Regions from separate parts of the Gossypium hirsutum genome. Here region 2 is linked to region 1. The links are chromatin contacts, called in public Hi-C maps. All regions are on one chromosome and are shown on one strand. The core of a region is the stretch at or near the end of the contact, and the rest is flanking DNA. Distances in the headings are between cores, read along the strand shown.

What was found. A called contact is a pair of places that touch in the nucleus more often than the background predicts.
Region 2: a Hi-C map of leaf shows a contact between it and region 1, with 2.2 times the contacts expected there. The contact joins the promoter of LOC107901923 here to the promoter of LOC107899861 in region 1. A contact is called at or near these places in 2 of 34 Hi-C or Micro-C datasets (both in leaf).

Annotation. Positions count from the first base shown.
Region 1 is chrD06:55,558,726-55,566,322 of Gossypium_hirsutum_v2.1, reverse strand. LOC107899861 (DExH-box ATP-dependent RNA helicase DExH9) reads left to right here and starts at 3,643. Exons shown (of 14, transcript XM_016825604.2): 1 at 3,643-4,120; 2 at 4,202-4,402; 3 at 4,492-4,710; 4 at 5,536-5,874; 5 at 6,288-6,392; 6 at 7,113-7,223. The coding sequence starts at 3,848.
Region 2 is chrD06:55,776,164-55,783,760 of Gossypium_hirsutum_v2.1, reverse strand. It overlaps LOC107901923 (thiamine thiazole synthase 2, chloroplastic), which reads left to right and starts at 4,606. Exons shown (of 2, transcript XM_016828102.2): 1 at 4,606-6,203; 2 at 6,294-6,635. The coding sequence starts at 5,301. The coding sequence ends at 6,461. It overlaps LOC107901922 (cysteine-rich receptor-like protein kinase 10), which reads left to right and starts at 2,263. Exons shown (of 6, transcript XM_016828100.2): 1 at 2,263-3,264; 2 at 3,357-3,556; 3 at 3,642-3,852; 4 at 3,944-4,181; 5 at 4,308-4,458; 6 at 4,538-5,017. The coding sequence starts at 2,349. The coding sequence ends at 4,834.

The DNA.
Region 1 (7,597 bases), core at 2,394-4,893:
GGTGTTTGAATTAGTTAATAAATTAATTTATTATGTTTTGATCATGAAACGAGTAGATCGATTGTAACTTAGGGAAAAGAGAAGGTTGAGGAATAATCATCTTCAGTTTTAGGTAAGTTCGTAGTCCTCGAACTCGAACTTTATAAATTATTTTAATTAACTTAGTTACTACTTGATGTCTTATTATATCCTTAAAGTATTTGTTAATCCAATTGAATGGAGGTTTATGGAATGTGACATTATGGAATAAATTAATGTGTGATTAGTAGATAATTGGAGTGGAAGTGTTATTAAATTATGAAATGTGCTATTAAGTAAAATTATGGACTTGCAAATGAGTAATTGACATCATCGATTCGTTTGACTAGCGCTGGGCGCAACTTTCATCAGTTTATCTGACTAGTGTTGGGCACACATTTGTCGATTTATCCGACTAGCGCTAGGTGCAAATATCGTTGGTTTATCCAACTAGAGCTGGGATCACTAATTATTTCATTGATTTATCCGACTAGCATTGGGTGCAAATATTGTTGGTTTATCCAACCAAAGTTAGGCTCACTAATTATTTCGTCGGTTTATCTGACTAGTGCTGGGCGCAACTTCCGTCAGTTTATCTGACTAGTACTAGGCACACATTTATTGTTTATTTTACTAGCGCTGGGCGCAAACTCTTTCGCGGATTTATCCACCAGGCACCGGGTGCCGTGTACCAACTGGACTATACAACAATGTGTTATGAATCATCTAAGAAGGATGGTTATAGGTATTACTAAAGAAGATTATATTTACTTATGTATATACATTTATTCATTAGAAGAGATGATATATTATTGAGTTAGATTGTTAAAGTTGTGAAATAAATTCAAATGCTTTAGATATACTTGTGGTTATTCAAATAAGTGAAGTTGCTTAATGTGGATTGGTTTGTGCCATAATATAATTAAATTGTTGATTGATCTATACAAAGTTATTCATATAGTAAGTGATGTGAATTGAGATGTATGTTCAAACCAACTAAAGATGAATACTTGTGAAAATTGAGTATAGCATAAAATAATGTGATGAAATGCATGAAATTGAAATGGTTATATATTTTAATTGTATGTTTAGATAGTAGTATGATGATATAATTCAATTTGAGCATTCATGTATTGTATCATGTCTTAAAGTATTCGGATTATAAAAATATCACTGAGTTTTACTCAATGTGCGATTTTGTTTTCCATGCACAGGTTAGGTACTTTCTTTTGATCGCCGACTCAGCATCTAACAATAATCCCAATCTCAAGTGTGGTGATATTTAATTTTGTAATGGGATGTACCTAGGATTCTTTGGTTGTTAGTTGTTTTGTGAATGTGATGTAAATATAGTTATAAGTATATGTTTATGTTTGAAGCTAAATGTTGGTATGCGTTTTGACCAAAGGCTTGATATGTGTATGGAACTTAAAGCTTGATGTCTTAAGTAGCTTTCTGTTAGGCTAAATTGAGTGATTTTGGCATACTTTAAACTTTGATTTGGATGATACATTGTTGATGTGTTTTGATGATATAAAATGTGGTACCAATGAAGGTACATTGGTTAGGCACTTAGGATGATTGTTTTGGCATGTTTTGAGTATGTTTAATTGTATTTTGAATAGGTTAAATGATTGATATTTGAATTACTTAAGGCCCAAGTAAGCTTGAAATGGTAAACTTGTTGTTTAAGGTATATTTTAGGTCCACACAACTAGAGACACGGGCGTGTGACTCGACCGTGTGAGACACACAACTTGGCAACACGACCGTGTGTCACCTGTTGAATGTTTAAGGTGCAAGTCAGTTAGTTACATGGCCTAGCACACAGCCTGGCACATGGGGGTGTGGGGCTATTTCGAGAGTTAAACAACCTGACACATGAGTATGTGACACGACCGTGTGACCCTACTTAGTGAGTTGCACGGGTGAAGACACGGGTTGGGACACGACCGTATGTCCCTAGTTCAAAGGTTACACGGCCTAAGACATGGACGTGTGTGTGAACCCTGTTTTCGATTTTGTGAATTTTTCTTAAGCTTTCCAAATGATTTCAAATTGGTTTCGATTTGTTTCTAAAGTATTTTTAGGGCATCAAAGGCTCGATTTAGGGACGATATGTGTATGTAGGAATGGTTTAAGTTATGTTTATGATTTTTGAATGAAATTAATTATAAATGTTCTAATTGTATGATAATGCTCATAACCCTAATTTGTGACGGAAAGAGGTTAAGGGTGTTACAATTTATGAAAATGAGGTTCTAAAACTGTGTTTTTCAACACCAGTAAAAGTTGAATTATTTTATATACCTTTACCCAGCTTGGGCATTGGTAATAAAGAAGTGATCAGAAGCCCCCCGTATATAGATACCCCAAGGCACAACATAGAAAATGGTACTCTTTTTTTCATTCTAAAACCCTTAACATAATATGCCCTCATCCCCCTTTTTATTCTTCTACTTTCCAGCTCTCCATCTTGTAAAGGTGAATCAACCTCCTCACCACCCCTACCTTCTCCACCCTTGTTGATATTTTGTATCAACACAATTTAAGAAATAGATAGACTCCATTGTTTCTCTCTCTTGTAAAACCCTAACTCTCTATTTTTTTAATCTTTTCTATTCTCTTCAGAACCTTTTTTGCTATCTTTTACGATTATATTATTCTTCTAGTATACTAAAAAAACTAATCTTTACATAGTAATGTTACAAAAATTAATGTGTAATTTTTTTAATATGATTAGATTTTTTAGGGTAAACTACATCGCAAGTCACCCTAAAACAACGTCTTTATTATTTTGGTCGCTCTAATTTTTCTTATCAATTTAGTCACTCTAATTAAGATAATTGCTCGAATTGGTCACTGTCGTTAAAAATTCTTTTAATCCACTAATGAATTGCTAATGTTGCATTTGTTTTTATTTTTGACTAAAATTAGGGACTTTTCAATAATTAGTCCAAAATAATATTTTTTTTGGGTTTATTTGCTTCCGTCCTCAATGCCTAACTTTCTATAGAGGAGAGCTTTACAACTTTTGGGGAAGATTTTGATAATCTTTTGGAGTTCTATATGAATCTAAATCGATTACCACCATCATCATTATCGAAATTCGAAAAGGAAAAAGTGAAAGAAGGTTATAATCTTTGACGAAAATGATTGTTATCGGAATTGAAAATTGGTAAAAAAGGGAGAAACTTGAAGAAGAAGAACTTAAAAGGTGATAGAAAGCTATAAATTTAAACTAAATCGACCTTCGTTGTCACCAAAACTCGAAAAAGAGCTTGTTAAACCATAAGAAGAAGAGCCTAATAAGGTAACAAAAAGGTATAAACTTAAACAAAAACAACCATTGTCTTTATGGGAACCCGAAAAGGAGCTTGAAAAGGTGATAGAAAGCTATCATCTTCTATCGAATAATCTATCAAGAGTTCACAATGCTCGGATTAATGAAGTAGAGAAATAAGTGTTGAATTTTAGTTGTTTTTTCAAAAAGGTTCATAGAGAGTTTCCTAACTTTAGTCAAAAATAAAAAAAAATACCACCTTAACAATAAGGTAATTAAAAAAAAATTATACAACAACCCTATTGCCATATAATATAAGCTATTGTTTGTTAAGTTGGGATGTTTAAAATGTAAAACATAGCTCGGATGTGTTTTACGATTGCCTAAATTAGTGTGTAATTTAAAAGACTTACTCGCTCGGTCTGTTCTTTCTCTTTTTATTCGTGTTTTGAGTTTGTTTGGCTTTCCCCTAAGTTGCCGCCGCTGCCGCAGGATAGAATCTTCTCTTTCCCTCTCTTCCTAAGAAGTCCTGAAGAAGATAAGTAAATGGGATCCTTGAAGAGGAAGTCAGGTGAGGCGATATCCTCTGAGTCTCCTCCGCCGCCGCAGAAGAAGAAACATCACGGTGAAGACGTCTCACCGTTGGCCGAGGAAGCCGTCGGATGTGTCCATGATGTTTCATATCCTGAAGGTTATGTTCCTTCTGCTTCCTCTTTACAATTTCTAGCTGACTCTAAACCTGCCAAGGAGTTTCCTTTCACGCTTGACCCCTTTCAGTCTGAAGCTATCAACTGCCTCAATCGTGGCGAATCTGTCCTTGTAAGACATTCTTTTGTTCTTCTTGTTCTTTTCTTTCCCAACAAAGAAAGTAGAGAAACTGAAATGCTAGTTTCAATACAGGTATCGGCACATACATCAGCAGGCAAAACTGTAGTAGCTTTATATGCAATTGCTATGTCTTTGCGGAATAATCAGCGTGTTATATATACTTCACCTATTAAGGCTCTCAGCAATCAGAAGTATAGGGAGTTTAAAGAGGAGTTTTCCGATGTCGGTTTGATGACTGGAGATGTTACAATTGACCCTAATGCTTCTTGTTTGGTTGGTACTTTACTTGCTTTCCGTCTCATATTACGTTTTCTCCTTTAGTATTTGATTCTTTTATATGTTCCCAACTGTTTGATTTTCAGGTGATGACCACGGAAATCTGGCGAAGTATGCAGTATAAAGGGTCCGAGATTGTTCGTGAGGTGGCATGGGTTGTTTTTGATGAAGTGCATTACATGCGTGATCGCGAGAGAGGTGTTGTCTGGGAAGAGAGTATTGTTATGGCACCGAAGAACTCTCGATTTGTATTTCTTTCAGCAACTGTACCTAATGCGAAGGAGTTTGCTGATTGGGTGGCCAAGGTGGTTAATGTTTGCTTTAATTTATTCACCAACTTTCAACTTGAATATAATTAATCAATGCTCTTTAGCCAGCTTATCTGTTTTGAATAGCAGCCAACTTATTTTCATTTCTCTTAGTAGGGTATATTTGTAACATGTAAAAGCTTGGTGTTTTGTTTATCTTTTTCCCTCCATAAATCGAAAGTAGGAAAGTTTTCTTTGGGGAACTATGAGGAGAACAGTAAAAAATAAACTACATAAAACAACCCAGCACAAATCTGAAATTCTTGAGTTTAAATCTTATTATTATAACATGATTTAAAAAAAAATTATTATAGTTAACATGATTGATGTTAGTTGCCTGTGACATATTTAGTCTTTCCATTGGTCAACCTTGATTCTACTATTTTGATCTTTGAGTGGGTAAGGTCCTGCCAGCGTAGACCCTATAGACTGGTTTGTTTGCTTTAGTCTATTAAGAGCGGTTTTAAGCTTGTTTATGGGTGATATGTTTTTTTCTCAATCCTGCTTTTTTGCAACTTTTAGTAAAGATTTAAGAAAATATATCAGAAGCATATTAACTTTGTGTTTTCATTTCCTTTAAAACGTTCCTGTGTGAGATACTAGTCCTAATCCTAATGATCCCTGCTTTTGATTTTTGTGAATGGATTTTGTACCTAGAAAGTGATTATGAATCTTGAGGACATTATAAACTTCTTTGTTTTTGAGTAGGATGCTTTTGGGATCAAGCACATAGATTTCATTGCTAGGTGGTTCTATAGATCATTAACTTTATAGCTTGTTTAATTGTTTAAATATGTCTGCTTATTGATTCTGTGGTTGCAGGTTCACAAACAACCATGTCACATAGTTTACACCGATTATAGGCCAACCCCTCTTCAGCATTATATTTTCCCCGCTGGAGGTGATGGTCTGTTTTTGGTGGTAGATGAGAAAGGAAAATTTCGGGAGGATAGCTTTCAGAAATCTTTAAATGCACTAGTTCCTACAAGTGAAAGTGACAAGAAAAGAAATAATGGTAAATCACAAAATGGGTTAGTGATGGGAAAAGTTAGTGAACAAAGTGACATCTTCAAGTTGGTGAAAATGATCATTCAGCGACAGTACGATCCTGTAATAATTTTTAGCTTTAGCAAAAGGGAATGTGAATTTCTTGCGATGCAGGTGGGTCTCAAAAGAACCTTTTATTATTTTATTATGTATATTGTTGGTATAGGGAAGACATGGGTGGATGGCATGTCTTCTTTCCTCTTACAACCCAAAAGATCCCCAACTATTAGTATGTTTTAAAAAGAATCCTTGCTCAACATTGTGCTATACATAATGTTGGCAAGTTAGTATTATAAATATGCTATATAGTTATTAGACACCTACATCAAGTTTGGCTCAGTGGTTGTTGCTTATACAATAGGCTGTTTTTGAGGTTCATTTCCTCCTTTTTTCTTATCCTTTTTGTTTTTAAATTTCTTGATTTATTCCCTTTAGGCGCATGCACTGGTTTTTCTGTTGTTAGGTAATTTTTTTATTTCTTTTTATTATCTTAATTGTCTTGTCATTTTCTTATGTTTTTAATTTAGATGGCAAAGATGGATTTAAATGATGACGATGAGAAAGGAAATATAGAAACAGTCTTTTGGAGTGCCATGGATATGCTTTCCGATGATGATAAGAAGCTACCTCAGGCAAGTTGTTATTCCTGAAATCTGCAAGATGTGTTTGAATGTGAATTTAAAAATGGTTGCACCTGTAAGGTTGCAATTGAATATTTATGACCGTGTATCAAACTGTAATTTTATGATTATTGCCTGGTTACCTCCCAAATTGATAGCTACTTGTGTGGAAATCATTATCTTTTATTAGTTAGTTTTGACCATCAATCCTTTGAGTTATAAGCTGTTTGCAAATGTTGTATTTAGTTAGCAAAAGTTCCCATTTTCTACTTTTTATTGTCTATTTATTTAATTTTGCTTTTGGTTTTGAATTTGTAATTAGATATAAAAAAATTGGTATCAGAATCTTGTTGCAGAATTCTGATATCAAGCTTATTTACAAATATATTTTTTTTGAATTATCTGTGGGTTTTTACAATCGCTCTTGAATACTGTGCTCCTGTGTGGAGCATTTACATTCCCATTTGATGGAAGCGATTTGAAAATTTGTTTTGGTTTTGATTGATTGATTTTTTAAAGTGTTGGTGTTAAACATGTTTTATGGTTTTTTGAAAAAAAAAAGAGAAGAATATTCAGAAAAGAACAGAGAAATGAAATGGAAACTCATCGGCATATGCATGGATGTGTTTTGACATGGAAAGTTATATTTTAGATTTAGATTCTATTCTGTTATGACCTGTAAATTTGTTTTGCTCAGATATTTGTTATGCCTTTTATGAGATGCTTTTACAGGTGTCAAACATGTTACCGCTTTTGAAACGTGGAATAGGTGTGCATCATTCTGGTTTGCTTCCAATTCTAAAGGAAGTGATAGAGATATTATTTCAGGAAGGACTGATTAAGGTTGGGAATACACACTCAAGTTATATCTTAAAGTTAGTGCATATGTTCAAGGTTTAATGATTGACTGTAACATTATCGTATTAACTGGCTTAATTACTGAAGTTATGTACAGTTGTGGAATTTTCAGTTATCAGATTAAATTGATAACTAGCAGTGTGTTGGCTAGTTTGCATGCAGTCTTCTTTTGCTCAAAAATTTTTATCCTTTGTTCACTGTACTATTCGTCTTTCTTGATTTTTTGCTGGAAGTTTATTGACTGTCTGTATTTGTTTCATATTAAAGTCTGAAAATTCGTGTCCTTTTGTTTTTATCTCGAGTTTTCCAAATGTTTTTGTTAAGGTGCTTTTGTATATCTGGAATCTGGTCATTGCATT
Region 2 (7,597 bases), core at 3,357-5,856, 220 kb before region 1:
ACCCCTCTGTCCTCCGGCCATTGGCTGATCATCGGACGGTCATCGGCCCTTCGCCTGCCACCGCGCCGGCCGCCAATCTCCGGCGTCGGCACCACCATATGCGGTGGCCGGAGAAAGGAAAAAAATCCCCCCTTTAGCCTTCTCGACCTCCTTTGCCCAGATCTGAGCTTAAATCCCACAAAACACCAACGAAAGTGCCCCAAAAGCACTGAAACCTTTCGGCTTCCGGTCGTCTTTCATCGGAGACGACACCCTCAGCCGTCCACGGTGATCTAGGACTCAAAACAGAGGTTGTATCTCTCTTTTCTTTATTTATTAACAGTATGTATATAATAGTAAAAAAATAACAATAGAAAATAAATAAAAACTACAAAATAACAACCTTTTGATTCGATTTTTTTGCTCTCTATATTGCGAAAGTAGTAATCTTTTTTTTTTATTTCTGATTTCGAAAATCCCAGATCCCTATTACAGTGTGTTCAAGGGCCTCTTATATCCGTAAGAAAATAAATCTAAAAAGGAAATAGATTTGTTCTTGATTTGATTTACAAATATTCTTGATTCCCTTTCCATTTTCGTGTTTTCTTGCTATGCAGGTGAATCCATGGAGATTCGGCCAAGATTTGGAGTTGCGGCGGCTGGAGCTTTACTCAGAAACCCTAGGGTTTCTTCATCTGTTTCGGTTTGTGTTTGTAACTGGGCCATCAATTGAAATTGGGCCATGTAATTTGTCTTGTAATTGGGCTTATAAAAAAATGGACTTTATTTTATTGTGGGCAGGGTAAAAATTTAGGTATTACATTAGTCATGGTTAATTTAGTAGTACTGGTAGATTTAAGTTTTCATATTGTTGGTTATGATTAATTTAAAGGAAATTGATGTTAGTTTTAACTTTTTTCGATTTCTTCCTGAGTTTCATCTCCACCCCAAGGGAGATAAGGGGTGGCAATGGAAGCACCAAGCGGAAAAGTGAATGATTTCAGATTTCCCGTTTATTAATTCGATGAAAGTGTATAAAATAATCGAATTATGTAATATGAGTGCTTAAATTACAATTTATTTTATTTGGAGTGTTTAAAATAAAAATGTTTAATTAATTGGGTGATCACCTGTATAGTTTATCCTAATATCATACTTAAATCTAATTCAAACCCGACCAAACTCAAGAACATTTCTACCACAAAACAATTAAGCCAAAAATAATAATTAATTACTAAAAAACATAATTTAAGTGATCTAACATGATTTATTCAGATTTTCAAATAACAAAACTATACAAAATTTAACAAACTGAATATTCATTAATTTTCCGCACCATACTAAAGTCACCCTAACTCTAGTGACAAATGTAAAAAATCACTAGTTGAAAACTATAATTAATATCAGTCAAAAATCATAATTAACTCTAGTGATAACGAGTCAAAATCATTTAAATCTAGTATATCATAATTTCGAGAATTTTGTAGCTTAAAATATGATTTCGATTTGGGACATGAAAACTTTACTGCAATATTGAACATCGATTGAAAGCAAGGACAATTTGGAATCTGCAGCTCTTAATGCTAACTTCTAGTTTTAATGTATCCTTTCAATTTATTTTCATCCTTGATCTTGTTATTTTTTAGCTGTTTATAAAAAGCCACAACAACACAAACCAAATGTGACATGTTATAAAATATTAGATTCTTCTTCCATTATCACTTAAAGTTTTGGCTTGATCTTCTAGTCTCCACAGTCCACATTCATTTCAGTCTCACAATCTATGCATTCAAGACATAGATTGTTTACAGACAAGTTGACAACAAGGGGTAGCTGTCGACATGAAATTGAGACTTGAGACAAGATACGGCTTGAGATGTAGCGGTTGTTGATATCCGTTAAACGCTCGGCCCGCTGATTGATTCAGCTTAAAATGCAGAAAGGCTCAAAAGTCTGAAAACCCACCAATTGAATATCAACTTTACCACCCTTTTGCCAAAAACTTCTACCTATATTCAGTGGTTGGGTCTTCCCTTTTTGTTTTTTCCTATGAATTTTCCATTGGCTTTGTTAGCAAATTAACAACCGCGTCTTGAGTTGACTTCTGCATCAAAATGTCAGTCATAATATCACTCCGATTACCATTTTTAATTATTTTCCATCTTTGTCAATACATTGGATTTCAAGTTTCAACTTATTTTACCCGTAATCTCTAATTAAGAAATTATATAGTGGAGTAGATTATTTTCGCTTGAAAGTTCTTCCCTGAAACTGCTTAGTAATATCTCCCTGTCAGTGTTTCTAACTCAGTAATATTTAAGGTTTGCTTGTAGGGTCTCAAAGCTGCAGTAGAGCCATTAAGACAAGATATGGAACATTCAACTAATTTCAGACAAAACCTTCATTTGCTTTTGCTTTGTTATTTTCTGTTCGGTCGTAATGATCTTGCTCTTGCTGATCCTCCCTATTCGGTTTGTTCAAACAATACCTATAATAATTCATTGAATACTTCATTTCAAACTAGTCTGCAAAATCTCCTCGGTTCACTGGCCTCAAAAGCTTCAGTCTCCAGATACTACAATATCTCTTATGGAAATGAAACCGATAAAGTTTACGGCCAGTTCATGTGCCTCGACTATGTTTCATACGACGATTGCCATGGCTGCATCTTAGGGGCAACACAGGCTATAATGAATCTTTGTCCCAACAAAACAGAAGCAGTCGTTTGGGAGGAAGTTTGTCAATTGCGTTACTCAAATGTTAGCTTCCTCGGTCAATTGAATGTCAAAGACAACATCGGCAAAGATAACGTAATTAATATCTCAGAACCAGTAAAATTTCAAGCTCTTGTGGAGAACAAGCTGCGAAATCTTACCAAACAGGCAGCCTTTAACTCTTCGGCAAATAAGTATGCTACTGGTGATGAACCGTATACGATAGATGACACTTTGTATGCTCTGGTGCAGTGTACCTTAGACTTATCCCCTGATGAATGTAACAAATGCCTTGAAGCTGCCATAAAAGATGTTGCATCCCAGTGCTATGGTTCTCGTGGAGCAAGGTTACTTAGTCGCAGTTGCTATCTTAGGTATGAGTTATATGCCTTTTATGAAGGTGCCAATGAAACCTCTGCTTCCCCGAAAACTCAACCCACAACAAGAAGTGGTGGAAGTGGAAGGAAAATATGGGTGATTATAGTTCTTACAATTGGATCAGCATTTTTGGTGGTAGTGCTAATGGCTTCCTTCGTATACTGTGGTGCAATGAAGAAAGGAACTCGAAAAGGTAAATATAACAATAAGATTAAGAAGTATTCTTACAAATCTTCGTGTGCCTTTTAGAGGCTAAATTTGATCCTTTTTGTTTTGATGTTCCAGGGAAGGACGAAATCCTGAGAAATCATGTTCAACTACACAATAGTGGGGACTCTGAGAACCCAGATTTCCAGGATTTTGAAGGCTTAGATGAGTTAAAAGCAAATGATTCTTATATTGATTTGGTAACCATACACTCAGCTACTAATAACTTCTCTGATTCAAACATGCTGGGACAAGGTGGTTTTGGACCTGTTTACAAGGTAATACAAATTTCTATAAGATAATTGAGATACCCAAATCAACAATTCTGCTATATATTGAAAGAAAATGGTTTTTTCTCATTAGGGGGTACTTCCTGATGGAAAGCAAGTGGCTGTCAAACGGCTTTCAAGGTTCTCTGAGCAAGGTGCCTTGGAGTTCACAAATGAAGTCCTACTGATATTGAAACTTCAACATAAAAACCTTGTCAGGCTTCTGGGCTTCTGTGTGGATCAGCAAGAACAGTTGCTTGTTTATGAATTTATGCCCAACAGCAGCCTTGATGTTGTCCTCTTTGGTATTGTTCTTGAACTCTTTATTTGTTTTGAGCTCTTTAAGTAACTGGAAATTACTCGAAGTGTTTGCTTGATACTTGTCTCTTGCATTAGATCCAAAGAAACGTGCACAACTCAATTGGAGCAAACGTTTAAACATTATTAATGGAATTGCAAGGGGAATTCTTTATCTACACGAGGATTCACGACTTAGGATCATACATAGGGACCTGAAGGCTAGTAACGTGTTGCTAGATTTTGACATGAACCCGAAAATCTCAGATTTTGGAATGGCAAGAATCTTTGCTGGAGCGGACAGTGAAGCTAATACAGCACGTATAGTCGGAACATAGTAAGGCACCGCTCTTCTAGTTTCAGTTCATTTCCTCAAAATTTAACTATTGTTCAAAGCACATAGTGTGATCTGCTAAATAATTCTTTCTCAAGCATACTAAAATCTAGTTCTTCTTTGCATTAGTGGATATATGGCTCCGGAGTACGCCATGGAGGGATTGTATTCAATCAAGTCCGATGTTTTCAGCTTTGGAGTACTCTTGCTTGAGATAATTACAGGCAGAAGGAATGCAGGGTTCAATCAAAAGAAACATGCCCAAACCCTTGTTGCATATGTAACTTTTTAATCCACAGCTTGAATTACTTGCTTTTCAATTTACTAGACACTGTTAATGACATTGAATCATGATGCAGGCATGGCATCTATGGAAAGAAGGGAATGCTCTGGAATTGATGGATCCATTACTAACTGATGGATTGATGGACGAATTTTTAAGATTCATTCATATCGGACTGTTGTGTGTCCAAGAAGATGCATTTGACAGGCCTACCATGTCATCTGTTGTGGTAATGTTAAAAGGTGAAACTGTGACACTAAGCCAACCACAACAACCTGCCTTCTCCATGGGAAGATTTACTGAGCACCATCAAACATTCACTAGAAGTTGCTCCACCAATGGTTTATCAATTTCAAGTGTTGCACCTAGATGATTGACCCCGAAACTCCAGTGATGCCAGAGATTCAATCTTTTCTTTACCTGAAGGTTTCTACATGTGATGATAACTTCATTTCACATAAATTTAGTACATACTAGTGTTATCTTCTTTAAGATATTTTGTATGTCATAATAAGTTTGTGACCGTGAATCACAATTGTTTCTAAATTCCAACTAACAAAGGCTGCCCTTGCAGTAGCCAAAGATACTATTGGGCTACTAATATCCAAGTAGATAGCAAAAACCAAGCCATCAATTATGAACCATTCAAATTCAATCATCATCAATCCTTCCCCTTTTCAGATATTTTTATACGAGATATTTTCATCAAGCTTTGACACAACATTCAGATATTTTTCAACTCTCTCCATTTTAGAAAAAAGCTTAAATACCCAAAGTTTGGATTCATCACTCTCAACTAGATCCCTTTCATCTACCACACAAACTTAGCTGAAAGATCAATGGCAGCCATGGCAACAGCTCTCACCTCACTGTCTTCAAGCCCCAAACCATCTTTCCTAGACCACAACAAGTCATCCTTCAGCGGCACTCCAATTCCTTCTCGCTTCACTCCCATCAAGTCCTCCTCACACAACTCAAACATTTCCATGTCCTTAACCCCTCCTTATGACTTACAATCCTTTGAATTCCAACCCATCAAAGAATCCTATGTTTCTCGTGAAATGACACGCCGTTACATGATGGACATGATTACCTATGCTGACACTGATGTTATCATCGTCGGCGCCGGTTCCGCTGGCCTCTCTTGTGCTTACGAGATTAGCAAAAACCCCAACATCCGTGTTGCCATAATCGAACAATCTGTTAGCCCTGGTGGAGGTGCATGGCTTGGTGGCCAACTATTTTCAGCCATGGTTGTTCGCAAACCAGCTCACAGGTTCCTCGACGAGCTCGGCATCCAATATGACGAACAAGAAGACTACGTTGTCATCAAGCATGCAGCTTTGTTCACATCAACAATCATGAGCAAGCTTTTAGCAAGGCCTAACGTGAAGTTGTTCAATGCTGTGGCTGCTGAGGATCTGATAGTCAAAGGAAACAGGGTTGCCGGTGTGGTAACGAACTGGGCTTTGGTGTCAATGAACCACGACACACAATCCTGCATGGACCCGAACGTGATGGAGTCTAAGGTTGTGGTCAGTTCTTGTGGACATGATGGACCTTTTGGAGCCACTGGGGTCAAGAGATTGAAGAGCATTGGGATGATTGACAGCGTCCCTGGAATGAAGGCACTGGATATGAACACGGCAGAGGATGCAATCGTTAGGCTTACAAGGGAAATTGTGCCTGGCATGATTGTAACAGGAATGGAAGTTGCAGAGATTGATGGTGCCCCAAGAATGGTAACTATTAACACTCCCTTTTTACTTTTTAATTGTGATTTGAGTTATTGATGTGTTATAATGATGAAATTGTGGATTTGGTTTTTTCAGGGTCCAACATTTGGAGCAATGATGATATCAGGGCAGAAAGCAGCACACTTAGCCTTGAAGGCATTGGGGCAGCCCAACGCCGTAGATGGGACCTTCAGCGAAGCTGAAAGGGTACAGCCTGAGTTTGTTCTAGCTGCTGCTGAAACAGAGGAGACTGTGGATGCTTGAAAAAATATTTGATAATTTTCTGGAAATGGAATAAATAAAGAAACATGTGGATGAAATTAGATCTTTTTGGAATGAATTGATGGATTGAATGTGAACAAAAGGTGAGCTTTGGATTTGATTAATGTCCATATAATGTTGGAAAATGAAGAAAATAATATCTAGATTGAGATTTTATTGGGCTGCAACTAGTTTGATTCATTTTTAAGCTCACCCATCTTTTTTTTTTTAATTAAAACCCATTCAACTTCAACAAATATAGTTAAGAACAAAAGAATGTAATTCCGCTGGTAATCGAAAACGAATATGAGCTCATACACTCTAAGCTTAAATGATTAAGTTTGTCTGTTAATGTATCACCTTAATAGGCTACGTAATGAAAAATAGGACAGTCGAATAAAAAGATAAAAATCTGAGCCTCATTTAACAATTGGCCCAATAAAGGTAAGTCCATACTATGAATGAATTAAGTTTAGAGACTACCAAAATACAATTACTCTCCAAAATTGTGCATAACATAACCCAACAATTACGGCATGGGCCTCCGCCTATGTTGGGTCAATAACCCCTCCAAGTTGTCGCCTAAAACCTTTATAGACCAACCCATCTCCATCTTACAATACTGCACAAAGCCCCACACGGACTCACGCCTCAGAAAAAGAAGCATCCACGTTTAGCTTCAAAGCCAAGCCTTAAGGAGGTCTCCATGGAACAACTTGTGGCACTTTCGGAATCAAGGGCCTATGAATGAGATTATGGACCTTGAACTCGCTTTGGAGCTTGTGCGCATATCACAAAGCAACATGTGCTAGAGTTTGTTTTCTTTTCAAGACCCCATCATTGCTCACATTCCATAGGGGCCAAATCAGGGACAATATGCTTGTTAATGCCTCCTTATCAAGCAACCTCATCGTATGTTCAAGCCAGTTAATACAGCTCATTACATCAACAAACAATAAAGAATTACCAATCCTAACTAGAATATAAGTATCACGAGATACCTGACAATTTCGTAAGGCATGAAGGATGGTCTATTTCCTACATCTAGCATTGTTAGACGTAGGAGTAGTGGCTATCTTGGCCACTGTTAGAACTATCTCAAGGCCTATGCACCATGCAAATAGTTTGACTTTTGGCAG